2 separate regions of the Canis lupus genome follow, and region 2 is linked to region 1. A link is a contact called in public Hi-C data. All regions are on one chromosome and are shown on one strand. Each heading gives the region's core, a stretch centred on a gene start, on an enhancer-like site or on the middle of the called end of the contact. The rest is flanking DNA. Distances are from core to core; before and after follow the strand shown.

Region 1 (2,700 bases), core at 182-2,681:
ATAGCTCTTCTCTGTGGGAATCAAACAGACCTGGGTTTGAGTCCTGGCTCCACCACTTACTAGCTGTTTGACCTTGGCCAAGTCACTTAACCTCTATGAGCCTCAGTTTCCTCATCTGTAAAATGGGGGGAATAATAACAATTATACCACCCTCATACTTATTCTGATAATTTACTTTATGGAGAAGTAAAGTAGTTCAAGGGGAGGCGTGGAGGGGAATGGAAGCCAAATGTAGAGCTATGAATCCAGAATGCAGACTGGCATTACAAAATCAGAGGCAGCAGGGCTCCTCTGGTCCTATCCTTACCTCCTCCAAACACTAAGACCTACTTTTTGCCCCTCTATGATGATCCATACCATACTTACCCAGTGTCAGAAATTTAGGACACTAACCACCTCTCTCATGAACCAGCTAAACTGGGGTGGGGTGCAGCAGGGTTCAGGAAGACATTCTAAAGGCATGAGTAAATGAATGAATAAGTAAATGGAAAGCTGAATGAACTAACGTGAATGGATAATGTAAATTCGGCACGGATTAAAAGCAGCTGAGGGGGACCGGAAAGGTCCCAGAGAATTTGAATTAAAACCTTTCAGCTCACAGGAAAATTGAGGCCCTGCGACAGGCAACGACTGGCTCTAGGTCACAAGTGAGCTGGGGCATCATATTCCGCGGGGAAGAAATCGAGGCCAGGCACTAGAGGAGATGAGCAGGAGAAATAGACCGACGTCTACTTCTGCTTTTGCCCTAAACTCATTTAGCCGATCCCGGGCCCGCCGCTGCCCTTCCGTGAACCTCAGCTTCCCGGGCCGTGTCAGCAGCACAACTAGCCATCCTCACTCCCGGCCGGTCGTAGGAGAGGCCAGAGCCCGAGGCTCCGAAAGCCCCCCCCCTCGCCGCAAAGCCCCCGCCCACTCTTTGCTCATTATGATAATGACCGCGGGGTGGACCAACACGAAGAATGCAGGGGCGGGATTCGAGCAGGCATTTACCCTTATAGGGCTGCTAATCGCGAAAGGAGCGGGGCCTGAATGGGGCCAATTAACTGGGAGGAATGGTGGGTGACAGAAACGGACACCAATGAGGGACGGATCTCGGGCGACTGGGTGGGGCTTAGCCTCGAGGAAGCGGCCAATGAACTGGAGCTCTTTAATGTGGAAAGGAGTCGGAACGTGGAGCCCCTGAGAAGCCGGGTCAGGACCGCGGGGGTCCTCCGGGAGAGGGAGACGAGAAGGGGCAAGGAGACAGAGGCCGCAGCCTGGCTTCCGTACTTACCGCGCCAGGAGGCGGCAGCCGGCGGCGACCCGGAAGCACTTCTCTCTGCCCGAGCGGAAGAACCCACCAGAGCCCGGGAACCACCGACGCATGCGCCTTTGCTCTCCTTTTGTTTCCCGCTCCCGCCCACCCCACCGGATGTGACGTTACACACCTCAGTCACGTAGTTGAGGTTGGAAATTTGCATACTCCGTTGGCCCCTCCTTGAGCCTCCGCCCTTCGGCTTCCCCTGTCTGCCCGCCCCCCCGCCAACGGCCCCATCGAACCCCGCCCATTCGTCCCTAGCCAGGATCTGCTTGCCAAGCCCTGCTGGAAAATAGCTGGCAGCAGCTACCTGCTTTAGCACTGGAACTCTTTGTCCTGCCGCGCGTCCCAAGAAAATTCGTTTGCTTCTACCCCCAAATCGCGGGGCGATATTATGCCCCTTCTGTCTGTCTTTTCTCACCCTCAGCTTCTTGGTTGGTGCATGTATGTATGACTTCAGCAGAAATAGTTGAGTCCCTACTGTATTCCAGGCTCTGCTAGAAGCTGGGGATGAATCTAGATCACGGTCCCTGCCCCCGTAGACCTCACAGTCCAGGGGAGAAGCCAGGCTCCACAGACCCACAGTGGACTCAGCGGTTTCTTACGACTGCCTGTCCAGCTCTGCATCTGAGTTCATGTACGGGTTTCAGTGACCAGTCAGCCTCAGGACACCACTTTTGGGGAATTCAGTTGCCCTTTCCGGGACTGGTCTAAATACCTTTAGTGGTCAGCCTCGTCATCTCTCCCAGTCCTTTGTTGATGAGTCTGTTCTGGTAACCGCTGAGTCAGCCTCCCCTTCAGAGATCATGCCTTCTGTCAAACGGCAGTTCTTCGAACCCAACCCCCCCATTAAGCTCCATCACCCACCAGCCTCTTCTAGAGCTAGCAATCATCCCTGATTCTGCTCCTGACCACTCCAGATGTGTGAGCTTTAACAAGTCCTTTTTCCACCCCGGTCTGGATTCAGTTTCCTCTTCAACCATAAACTTCATAAACTGCGCATCCTTCCTCCTATCCTGGACTGATGTGAGGATTTGGTGAGACTACATGTTTAAGTGGTAGTGTACTGTGTATGTTAACGTGATTGTGTTTCCAAGCAGTTCTGGTAGTCATGAAGCTTTTCATTAAAGAATAAAATTTGGGGCAGCCCCGGGTGGCTCAGCGGTTTGGCGCCGCCTTCAGCCCAGGACCTGGTCCTGGAGACCTAGGATCGAGTCCCAGGATCGAGTCCCACGTCGGGCTCCCTGCATGGAGCCTGCTTCTCCCTCTGCCTGTGTCTCTGCCTCTCTTTCTGTGTCTCTCATGAATAAATAAACAAAATCTTTCTTAAAAGTGAAGAGTAAAATTTGCCTCTTGGAAATGTCCACCTTTTTCATTCATTCATTCTACAAGTACGTACTTAG
Region 2 (2,700 bases), core at 28-2,527, 190 kb before region 1:
AATTGAAGACACAGAGAAGTTCAACCTTATATAATATCTGTATTATTTTATCTTTTTAAAAAATGAGGACGCAAAAAAAAATGAGGACGCAAATTGATCATGATGTCAATAGTCAATTTGGGGTGATTGGGTATAAGGTGATTACAATATTCTCTGCATTGTTTCACATAATAACAATTCCCATTTTAAGTAAATAAGATGCCTGTAGATGGTGTAAATATTACCCTGTAACTTCTGGTTGGTCCTAAAACAAAGTTGACAGGCACCCTAGTGGGAGTCCACTGCTCATCCCTGGCACTATTCTCCCCCATAGATCCAGCTGGGATGCTCAGGGGTTAAGTGTGCAGGGGCCACAGGTTGTAAGTTGTAAGAAGTAAGGCTAACAAGGGGTTGGAAATGAGTTAGCAAGTTTAAGTTGGGGCGCAGCACAGAGAATACAGATGGGAGCTGGGGATGCAGGACGCGTAGTCGGAAAGAGTATCGAGATGTGTGAAGTGATCCTAAGGCGTGAGAGGCCAAGAAGCAGTTTGGGGCAGTGGAGGTCGCGCGAGGCTCTTCTAAGCCGCGCAGCACCCCCCCCCCCCCAAAAAAAAAAACCTTGGAACACGCTGTTTTGTGTATTCCTGCTCCGCCACCCATTCTCGGCAACTTTCCTCCGCATCAACAGCCTCCCAAAGCCCCTCACCCGGGACAACGGACCTCGAAGAGCCACCGCAGCCTCAGACCGTGGACCACGAACCCATTCTCCCGCCAATTCGGCCCTCTGACCTCCGCTGTCTGACCTGGATCACGCCTCTGACGCCTCTCCAGGTCCGGGAAATTGCTCTGTGGCCTCAAGAAGCCGCTGTTTCTGAAAAATGACTCCCATCGAGGCAAGAAGACATTCGCTAACAGCAAGAAAAATACATTTCGTGTGTATCTATGTATGCTTTACGTCTATTTTTAAATGTATATTTTTAGGCATATATTATGCAAATTTTCACTCGCTACAAGTCTTTCAGAGCTCGGAACTTAAACTTCCGGGTCAGATTCAATGCATTCTGGGAAATGTAGTCCTTGGCCTCCACGCTTCACTTCTTGGAGCTCAGAGTGAGGGAGCGTCGCGAAAGTTGACGATTTAGAGACCCTTCTCTTTGGCTGTCCAAAAGGGAGAATTGGTGAAATATTTGCACTGAGAATAATACAAACCCAATTTCTCATTTTCCAAGAACCCTCCTTCACGGAAGCTTGGAAGTGCACGGAAACCTTCCCTCCCTGACCTTTACGGAGTAGCAGGTAGACGGTCTCTTAGTCCCTCTCGGAGCTCCGCCTGTCTTGATGCCCCGCCCCCCTGCTGGAGCTCGAGCCGCCGATTGGCTAGGAGCACTTGAGCGGCGGAAGCAGCTGGCTAGCGGGGGGACGAAGGGAGGGGGAGAGTTGTGAAGATGGCGGCAGTGGTGGAGGTGGAGGTTGGAGGAGGTGCTGCCGGGGAACGGGAGCTAGATGAGGTAAGAAGAGTTCAGAGTCAAGGAGGGAAGAGGCTCAGCATGAAATTGAAGGGAGGGGAGGAGAGTAAGGTCCTGGGGGAGGCGGGACCCTGAAAGGGAAGGAGCCAACTGGGGGGCGGGTGCGAGGAGAGTGAAATCAGAGGTACCCTGGGCTCGGGGACTCAGAGGCGGTCATGGGGGTAGGAGACTTGCAGTAACCTCAAGGGTGGAGGTGGAGGACAGGGAGAGAAGCCAGGGAGGGTGGGGGGGTTAAGATTTGAGATTATTAGCTGGGGGTCCTAGGGTGTGACTGAAGGGCTCAGAGGGAGCTTGAGTTGGAGGGGCGTGGACTTCTGTAAGGGAAGGCCGGGCTTTCGCCGTGGGAGAGTCGAGTCTGGATTTGGGGTGGGGGTTGGGGACGCGGACCGCGGGAGAGTGCTAGTCTACTAGTGATATAGCGTTATTTTTATGTAAGAACTATTTTATCTATCCTTACACTCTAGGACTTTGTACATAATGTGCACTCAGTAAAGTTTTGGGCACTGAATGGATGAATGAATGATTATATACCGGAATTCATTCACTCAGTTGACAAACATTACATGCTGTCTTTGTGCTGAGTCCTGGACTAAGTGCTAGGGATATAGGGGCCCTCCCATGGAACAGCCCATAGCCTAGCGGTGGGAGACCCACAAGGCAGACAAGTCATTGCATCAGCGGTATAATGGTGGCACTGAAAAGAGGGGACCAATTCATTTGGGGCTAGAGAAGGCTTCCCAGAGGAACTGAATCTTATGGGATAAATGATTCTCTATTTCTGGCGCCTTCTGGACGTATTAGTTCTTTGAAGGTGAGCTCCTTGAGGATGTATGTCCCCTTTTCCTGTTTAATAGGCGTTGAACAACTGATGTATTAAATTGCCAGTGGCCCTTGAATCACTGGGAGGGAAAGGGACCCTGAGTTTGAAAGGAATGAAGGGATGGCGCTGAGAAGTAAAGAGAAGGTGACAAAGGAAAGGGAGATGATTCTGAGGCCAAAGGTATATTCAGAACAAGGGGTGCTTGTGACTTTGCACAGGACAGTAGATGGACAGCACAGAGGGATGGGAGGAAAGGGATTGATTGCCAGGAGTGGAATCGAGGGGATCGCTGAGAGATCAGAATATTACAGGTCTTGGTTTTGGGGATGGGAGCCTGGGGAAGACTGGGGGTGAGGCTCAAAGAAAGGGAGTAGA

The links. Hi-C and Micro-C count contacts between places; a contact is called where the count stands out from the background.
Region 2: a Hi-C map of blood shows a contact between it and region 1, with 7 times the contacts expected there. The contact joins the promoter of XNDC1 here to the promoter of LOC609621 in region 1. A contact is called at or near these places in 2 of 9 Hi-C or Micro-C datasets (amygdala and blood).

What each region holds. Positions count from the first base shown.
Region 1 is chr21:26,088,993-26,091,692 of UU_Cfam_GSD_1.0, reverse strand. It overlaps LOC609621 (folate receptor gamma-like), which reads left to right and starts at 1,431. Exons shown (of 6, transcript XM_038568793.1): 1 at 1,431-2,334. It overlaps ANAPC15 (anaphase-promoting complex subunit 15), which reads right to left and starts at 2,154. Exons shown (of 5, transcript XM_038568805.1): 1 at 2,016-2,154. LOC106560171 (transmembrane O-methyltransferase) reads left to right here. Exons shown (of 4, transcript XM_038568794.1): 4 at 1-155.
Region 2 is chr21:26,280,342-26,283,041 of UU_Cfam_GSD_1.0, reverse strand. It overlaps XNDC1 (Xrcc1 N-terminal domain containing 1), which reads right to left and starts at 1,277. Exons shown (of 10, transcript NM_001374471.1): 1 at 700-1,277. RNF121 (RING finger protein 121) reads left to right here and starts at 1,366. Exons shown (of 9, transcript XM_038568788.1): 1 at 1,366-1,487. The coding sequence starts at 1,425.